Linked DNA regions of Bactrocera dorsalis: region 1 is linked to region 2. The links are chromatin contacts, called in public Hi-C maps. All regions are on one chromosome and are shown on one strand. The core of a region is the stretch at or near the end of the contact, and the rest is flanking DNA. Distances in the headings are between cores, read along the strand shown. Region 1 overlaps LOC105227737 (protein dead ringer). Region 2 holds the start of LOC105227737 (protein dead ringer).

Region 1 (4,185 bases), core at 1,072-3,571, 48 kb before region 2:
ATAAGTTAATTTTCTGAAGAAAAATATCAATATAAACATTTATTTTATAATTATTTAATATTATTTTATGAAACTTAAAATTATTTATTTTATGAGCGATTTTAGTACATCCTAAGGCATATCTATACATACAATGGTGTGTAACTGTATTTTTGTGTTTTAATAATTCTTCTTCTAATAATCTAATAATTCCTTCTGCTTCGTTCTTCATCTTTTCATACACAGGTACTAGCACGCATACAGACACACCTTATGAAAAACAAGACTACCTACAAAGTTCAAGGACAGTAAGGTAAGTCAAGAATAGAAAAATTGTCGGAAGAGTAAAAGTCGAATGAATATTATTTTCAAACTGATAAAAATGTGAATAAACTTGATTTTTTTTTATAAATTTCTATACATATATGTTGTTATATTTTAAGACTTAATTTTCGTTTGGTAAAACTAGTAGTGAATTTTTAAACCTGAAATCGTGAATTTAAACCAAAATCGGCCAAAAGTCTAAATATTGCACTCAATGTTTAAGGCATCGATTTTGTAAAGCTAGTACTGAAGTTTTTAGACCTAAATAATTAAATCACCGAATTTAAGCCCAAAAATTAAAGGTTTACATGTTGCATTCCAGGGTTAAGGCATTGTTTGCCTGTGCTTTTCCATATACGAATGCCCAGCTTTGTTGCTTTCATGAAAAACAGTTACCTCTCAGCTTTGATTTGCTTGTTTTGTGAATCCGTTTTATTTACTTATTCCTTATAATTTGGATTAAAGTTACAATTTTACGAATTTGCATTTATATAAATTTTGCAAAATTTTATTTAAGTGGATTTTAATTTTAATTATAAAAATTCTTCGAAAAATTATTTTAATTACAATTATAAAAATTTTACAAAATAGATTTTAATTATGAAATCACAAAATTTTATTAAAAAATTTTACAATAATTTAATTATAATGATTAAAAAAAAAATATTTTAATTTTAATTTGGAAAATTAATCAAATTTTTATTTCAAAAATTTACTTTAATTTTAGTTATAAAATTTTTGCAAATTAATTATTATAATTATGAAAATTATTTTAATTATATTAATTATAATTATGAAATTTTTTAATTTTGATTTAAATTTGGAAAATTTCAATAATAAAAAAATTATAAAAATTTGATTACAAGAATTGTATAACATTTTATTGCTACAGAATTATTTTATTTAAAATTATAAAAAAATTTAATTAAAAAATTAAAATACTTGGTCCGCTATAAAATTTACCTCTTGTATTTGATCCTCTGAAATCAGCATTTTGTTGGGTTTCATAAACTTTGCTTTACACTGCTGAACACATACACAAACAAGCACGCTCTACTGCCGTTAGACGCTTGATAAATTGTTTTTTATAATTATTTTTTTCTAAATTTTCCTTTTAAAATTATTTTTCACAAAATTGTTTTTCTTTTTTTTTTATATATTCGCAAAATTGTTTTATTCTTGGTTTATAAACTTTTTAATTTTTGTGTACTAATAGTTTGTCACTTTGAAACACTCACATTTACTATAATTAAATTATTTATTTTTAATGTCAATTAACACTGCACAAAAGTTATTTGAAAATTCTGTCTATTAATCACTTGAATTTACAAGATTTGTCTTAATTTTCTATAAATGTACTTATCATTTAATATTATGAACACATCAACACACACACCAATAAAAACCGAGGAAGCCACAACGCACGAAGTGATCGCCTCGATTTCCACTTTCCGACTGTCCGTGCTACCGTGTAAAATCTATCAAATCGAATTAAAGCGACAAATTGATGAGTTTTGATATAGACACGAAATCACCCGAGTGATTGCGATGACGATGCTGCGATATCAAAGGTCGTCAATCAACTGAATGCACTGCAAGATGCACATTATAAAATAACAATCATAAACGCACACAGCCACGCACACCAGCAGGCAGAAGACAAACACAATGACGGCAATAAATCCACATACACACACACACACGTACGAAAAGGAGATGCAAAGAAGGCAGGCAAGCAGGCAGATCGATAGAGCGCGCAGACCATTCATCCAAATATCTAAGTGAGGGACATCAAACGCCGAAAAGGTTGAATGGATGCACAAACAAACACACACATGCATATTTATGCTTATATAAAAATATATAGAAACGGTAAAGAGCGACACTTCTGGAAAATGACCTGATAATGCGGCATGCATAAGCAATAAAAATGAAGGAAGGCCAGCAGCGCACAGCCCACGGCAAAGGCGGCCACCGCAATGCAGCCGCAGCTGACGTACGCAGCGACTGCGACAGCGACGCCAAAGATGCCGAAGAAATCAAGCAATGAAGGAAACCTGTTTGCATCACAAGCAATTGCGTGCGTGTGTATATGTGCGTGATGACCGCGGGAGAGGCGCAGACACACAGTGAGAGCTGCGACCGCTGCTGCTCTTCAATTCGAATTATTCGATTTTAATTGTGCGAACGAGTGCATACATGTACATATGTATATGTGTGTTTGTGTGTTATTAGTTTATTTGTGGGTAAACGAGCAGCATGTGAGCCAATTCGTGCGATGATACAATATAAGGGTAATAAAATCGAGCGATAGACCAATCAAAATGCGCTGCGATAGAGAGTAGCTCACATACATACATACATATTTATATATCCATACACATATTTGTATATATAAAACTAAATTTGTGTGGCATATAAAGACCGTTGCGGACCATCTTACAGACAATCTTAGGCCCCGTTTGATTTGATTCTTCAGCTACCTAGCCGAAGTAGCACGGCAAGCTGGCGTGTGTGAGTGAGACAGCGCTAAATAAACGATCGGCTGACAATCTCTAAATAGATATGATCTCTAAATACAAATATGCCTGTATAAATGCATATGTATGTACATATTTATATAAAACACACATACACATAACAAATACACACATTTATTCTAAGCTGCTGTTCAAATTAATATTCTAATTCCTGGAAGTGGCAATCATAGTCGACAAGACAATACTGTCTTCTAGGCGGAAACAAAATTACTCCTACACACACACATGCAGCACGCAAATACATGCCGTTACACAAAATGTTAATTTCTATGCACTTTATGACCATTGCCTCACTACGTACTCACATAAACACTTATACTAACAACACACACACATGTTTTTTCTGTATATTTGGGTTTTAGCACAACAACCTAAGGGTCCGACAATCTCAGCTTAGCACAACTCAACTTGAGATTAATTTATTGCTGACCCAAGGCACCAAACCCCGCAAAGGACGCGTCAAGACAATGTGCAATGCCAGGCTACTTGGCCCAAGCAAACAATGCACTACCAAAAATATCAATTTCATTGCAATTGCAATAACAATAACCTATAAATATGTATATACCATATCTTACATATATTAAAATCTGCTTATTTATACAAATGTATGTATGTATGTATGTCTACATCTAAGTAACAACTCACACTCACTTCGCTGCGTATGCCTTCAAGGCTTCAAAAATGCATTGCGCTGCCTTATTCTTGTTGCATATTATGCACACATAAATACATACAGACATTTAGGTATATGCATATAATTATAACTAACTAACGAACTAAGTCCTACAATGCCACTCGTCACCACTAATCTCTGATTTCACAGTTTTTTTCCATTCGCCTTATTTTTGCCATATTCATTGTAGGTCCTTCTTCATTTCCTTTGCTCGACTATTGTTTGGCAACCTTTAAATTCATATTTTCGACGCCGAAATTGTTGTCTGTAAAAATAATCACTATATTTTGTTGTTGTTGTAATGTTGTTAGTATGTCTTTTGGCGAGCGATTTAACTAGTTTGTACTATATGGTAGCCAGAAAGGACAAAAGCATACACACACTCTTAAATATCTAGTATAAATAGGGGTTCTAAATTGATTTTCGCCTTTTGTTTTCATTCCATGAATATTTTATAAAACGAAATGAAACTTTTTTCTTACAATAATAGTCAAGAATAAACAAAATAGAAAACAATTTAGACAGGCCTTGTTAGAAGCAGCGACTAGCCAACAGTCATACCGAGAGAAATAAAGTACTATGACCACACATTGGTGGACTATATTTCAGTGCCTTGCATGAAGTTGATATGAAACAAGTAAGGAAGGGCTAAGTTCAGGCGTAACC
Region 2 (3,894 bases), core at 1,041-3,540:
TAAAGTTCCTGACAAAAGTTTACGTATTTCGTATCGTTTACCTTAAAACTATTAGTGATATAATCAGACTTCAATGTAGCTGAATTCTTGAACTACACTACATGGTTTCTTAATTCTACATTTTTACATATTTTACATTATATCCTCACTCAAGTCAGTGTTAGCTATATCTTGGCAACATGGCGCTTTCGTGAAAAAACCAAACAATCTACTAACTACTAGTTGACGATTATGGCTGAATTTGTACATATAGAGTCCATTTGCGGCTACGGAGATTTGTCAACATTTTTATACACTGAAATAGCTTGCGAGGAAGTTTTTAATATCCACAAAGAGACGTGGTCTCTCTGTTCATCTGTATATACGAGAACTTATCCCTCAGTTTTGTAGATATCGATCTGAAACCTTGCACACGTGCTTCTCACTCTTAGAAGCCGCTCATTTACCGAAACCGCCGATATCGGACTACTATAACATATGGTCGCCAAACAAACTGATCGATGAAAACAAGTTCTTGTGTGGAAACATTTTGTGATAACATATCTTCACGAAATTTAACACAGAATATTTTCCAATGCAACACTACAAACCCTGAACTTTTTGTTCAGACCGGACTACTATATCATATGGCTGACATACAAACTGCTCAATTAAAATCAAATCCTTGTATGGAAAACTTTTTTATTTGAAGAGGTATCTTCACAAAATTTGGCATAAATTATGGTTCAAGGCAACGAAGCAATCGTCGAACGTATGTATGTTTCAGATCAGATCATAATCTCATATAGCAGCCATAAAAGCTGACCTCTTTATACGATAAAAAATACACATATCAAGCTATAATACTTCGATGCTGCGGAAGCTAAAATTTTTCCTTGTTTATATAAAAATTACCACACACAAACACAACTCACACCACCTAACAAACAATTTTCATAGTTTTTGGTTGCGCCACTTACCAAATCTTCGCCTAAATCTGGATCACGTTCACTTTGATTCGAACGACGGCCAGTACAATCCATATTATACAATTGCATTTATTAAAGAAACAATTTTTTCACTCGCTTCTTATTTTGCCACAAGTTTCACGTTTTACACAAAATTTGTCACAATAAATAAAATACGCGTATTTCCACACATACACTCACACATAAACACAGTTTTGCGAGGAATATTTCAAGCTTAAATCACTTTATTTGAGCAGCTGTTCAATTAGTTGTTGTTGCTTTGTAAGATTTTGCACGCACTCGAAACCGCCTGCAAGCTGCTGTTGTTGTTTATCAATTTGTTGTTGTTTTTATAAAATCTTCAATATTGGCAAATTTATTTTTGGAAAATTGCATAAGTCAAAAAGATAGAAACATCATTTGCGTGTGTTACACAACAACAACATTACACAATCCCGCACACCGAAACCATTAATATATACATATGTATGTATGTATGTCTGTTTGCCTTGCAGTAACGCACAGCGTTCTTATTTTAATGTCCAGCGCCTGTTGATCAGGTGTTTACAAGAAAAATGACAAATAAGTTCACGATGTACCGTTAAAAATGTTCCGCAGCGCTTATGAAAACAATGCAGCTGCGCTAACGCTGACGTCACAGCCACCGACGCAGACAAAACTGCCGTTGTCAAAGCTGCTGGCGCACGTTGGTTTTTTTATATTGTTGCTGTTGTAGTTGTAATTTGCATTCGGTATGAGGTTTCTTTGCAATAGGTGTTGTTGTTAAAGTAAATTGTAAGTATTTTTCGCCTTATTTTGTAAAATTGTTATTAACCTTGTTACTTTTTTTAACAAAATACCTTTTTTAAAACTCGCCTGAAGTTTACTAATTGGCACTGCCAAGTCTTCTACAATTTGATGCACTTTTCATATAAAATGATTTGCACTCGTTTTTGTTTGTTTGTCACCTATTCTTGTTTATGTGTGTTTATGCATACAAGCACTGCACCGTTACTTGTTTTTACTATGCCTTTTTGTGTTTCTCCGTATAAATTTCACACACTTTGCTGTTGTTATTGTTTAATATTTCTTTTTTTCTTATAATTTTTCACTCTTCTCCGCTAAGTTTGCATAACATTGTTTCATAAATTTATGAATTTATTGTAATTAGTAATTTTATTAACTTTTCTCGCCTGTGTGTTGCACAATTATTCACTAAATTGCCACTCTAGCGCCTTCACGCAATCGAATTCCAATATAAACGGCAAATTGGCAGAAAACTCGCTGAAGCAAAAAATAAACAGTATTGTGGTTCTTTGAGCGACAACGATCCAGACACGAATGAGTACGACCAACAAAACAACCAGCTAAGCGGAGCAACGCAGAGGTAGCGCGCAGCCACAGCAGAGCAGCAAATTGGTAGAGCGTCGATGAAATATACCCACTTTAACAACAACACGGGCAGCAACACTTCGCTGTTACGATTCAAATCAACGTGATGCAGAGGCGCTGACGACAGCGTCGGCGGCGAGCATCGGCGACGCGCTAAAAACTCGATTCGAATTGGAATTGAGAGCGCCGCATGCGGATACACGCGCCAATTGAATGCGAAAACCAACAAGAAAAAGGCGCAAACATACATACATACATATACATATGTATATGAATATGTAGTGTGCGGCAAACAGCAGTAAAATGATAGCAATAAACGAAACCGCCACCCAGAAAAGGAGAAAAAAGTGGCGCGCTGCCGCGTCGGTAGATTGCTGGGGGCCGCGGTTGGCTGCAATAATTGATCAAAATGTTGATTGCCGCCAGCAATAAGCGTTGATAAACACGTATGCATGAAAGAGAGCATGCACGAGAGAGCGAGAGAGTGCGCGCCTAGCTTGCGCGCGCCTAATCAAGAAAATAGCAAACAAAAACAAGAAGGTGTACCAATATCAATTCATATGTAAGTATGTATGTAAGTATATATTTGAAATTTTCACCTATTTGCTGCGCTCGCAGTGTGCCAATGCCAATCAGTCCGGCGCGTTGCGCTATGGAACACAATTTGTTCCTATGCGTTTGCACCAGAGAACGTATAATTTATAAATGTACGTTCTCTGCTTGCACGCGCTCTTGCGCTCAGAAACTTTTTATGCGCTCTCCAGTGTTTCGTTACCGTTTCACTTTTCCAATCATTCGCTGGTTTCGTCTTATTAGATTTCTGCTGCTCTTTATTTGTGCGCTATGCGCCTCGTGCCATCAACACTAATATAATAACAACAACAACATGTGGATATCATAACAATATTCAGTCGAAAAAAGGCAATTATTAAGGGGGTTTTTATTGCGCTTTGTTGGTATATGCCGTGCTGTAGCGCAACCAATCCGCGTGCAGCAAACACAACGGCGCTCATTCGCCCTTTCACCGCGCCACAGAGCATGGCTATATAACAATCATTAAAACAACTACAAGCTAGGGATGCTCGATGAACATCGATGTTCGATGATCATCGATGTTGAAAGCAAAAACATCGATGTTTTAATATCGATGTTGCCATACGAAAAATATCGCAACATCGATGTTAACGGAATCAATCATCGATGTCAACTTACGGCCTCACGCACGACACGGACGTCCACCAAACCAACCAACTTGGGAAACAAATTATGTCTTCTATGAACGCAGCCACAAATCAAATTTTTTAGTTGTGAACTTCACAAACTGATTTGTGGCTGCGTTCACAATGTGAACGCGTCATTCCGGTCGTTCCCTTCATTCGTTCGTTCTTCGTGATTCGTCTTGCACATTTACGCTCACTCCCACTTCTATTTGTTTGTTAATAAAAAATTGTGTTGTGCGTACCTATTTAAATTTACTGATTTGTTCGTATTCTACTGGTGTTGTGCATATATATATTTATATTACATGGAATACAACAATATGTAAGTTTTTAAT

The links. Hi-C and Micro-C count contacts between places; a contact is called where the count stands out from the background.
Region 1: a contact with region 2 is called in a Hi-C map of whole body, with 9 times the contacts expected there. The contact joins the enhancer-like site here to the promoter of LOC105227737 in region 2. A contact is called at or near these places in 2 of 2 Hi-C or Micro-C datasets (both in whole body).

The regions. Positions count from the first base shown.
Region 1 is chr3:85,140,352-85,144,536 of ASM2337382v1, reverse strand. All of the region lies in intron 5 of LOC105227737 (protein dead ringer), which reads right to left. Among protein-coding and RNA genes, the nearest start is that of LOC105227737, 48 kb to the right of the region's middle. Within about 2 kb of position 2,321, the one cell type or tissue checked has open chromatin away from gene starts, as enhancers often do.
Region 2 is chr3:85,092,638-85,096,531 of ASM2337382v1, reverse strand. LOC105227737 (protein dead ringer) reads right to left here and starts at 2,290. Exons shown (of 11, transcript XM_019990858.3): 1 at 960-2,290. The coding sequence starts at 1,037.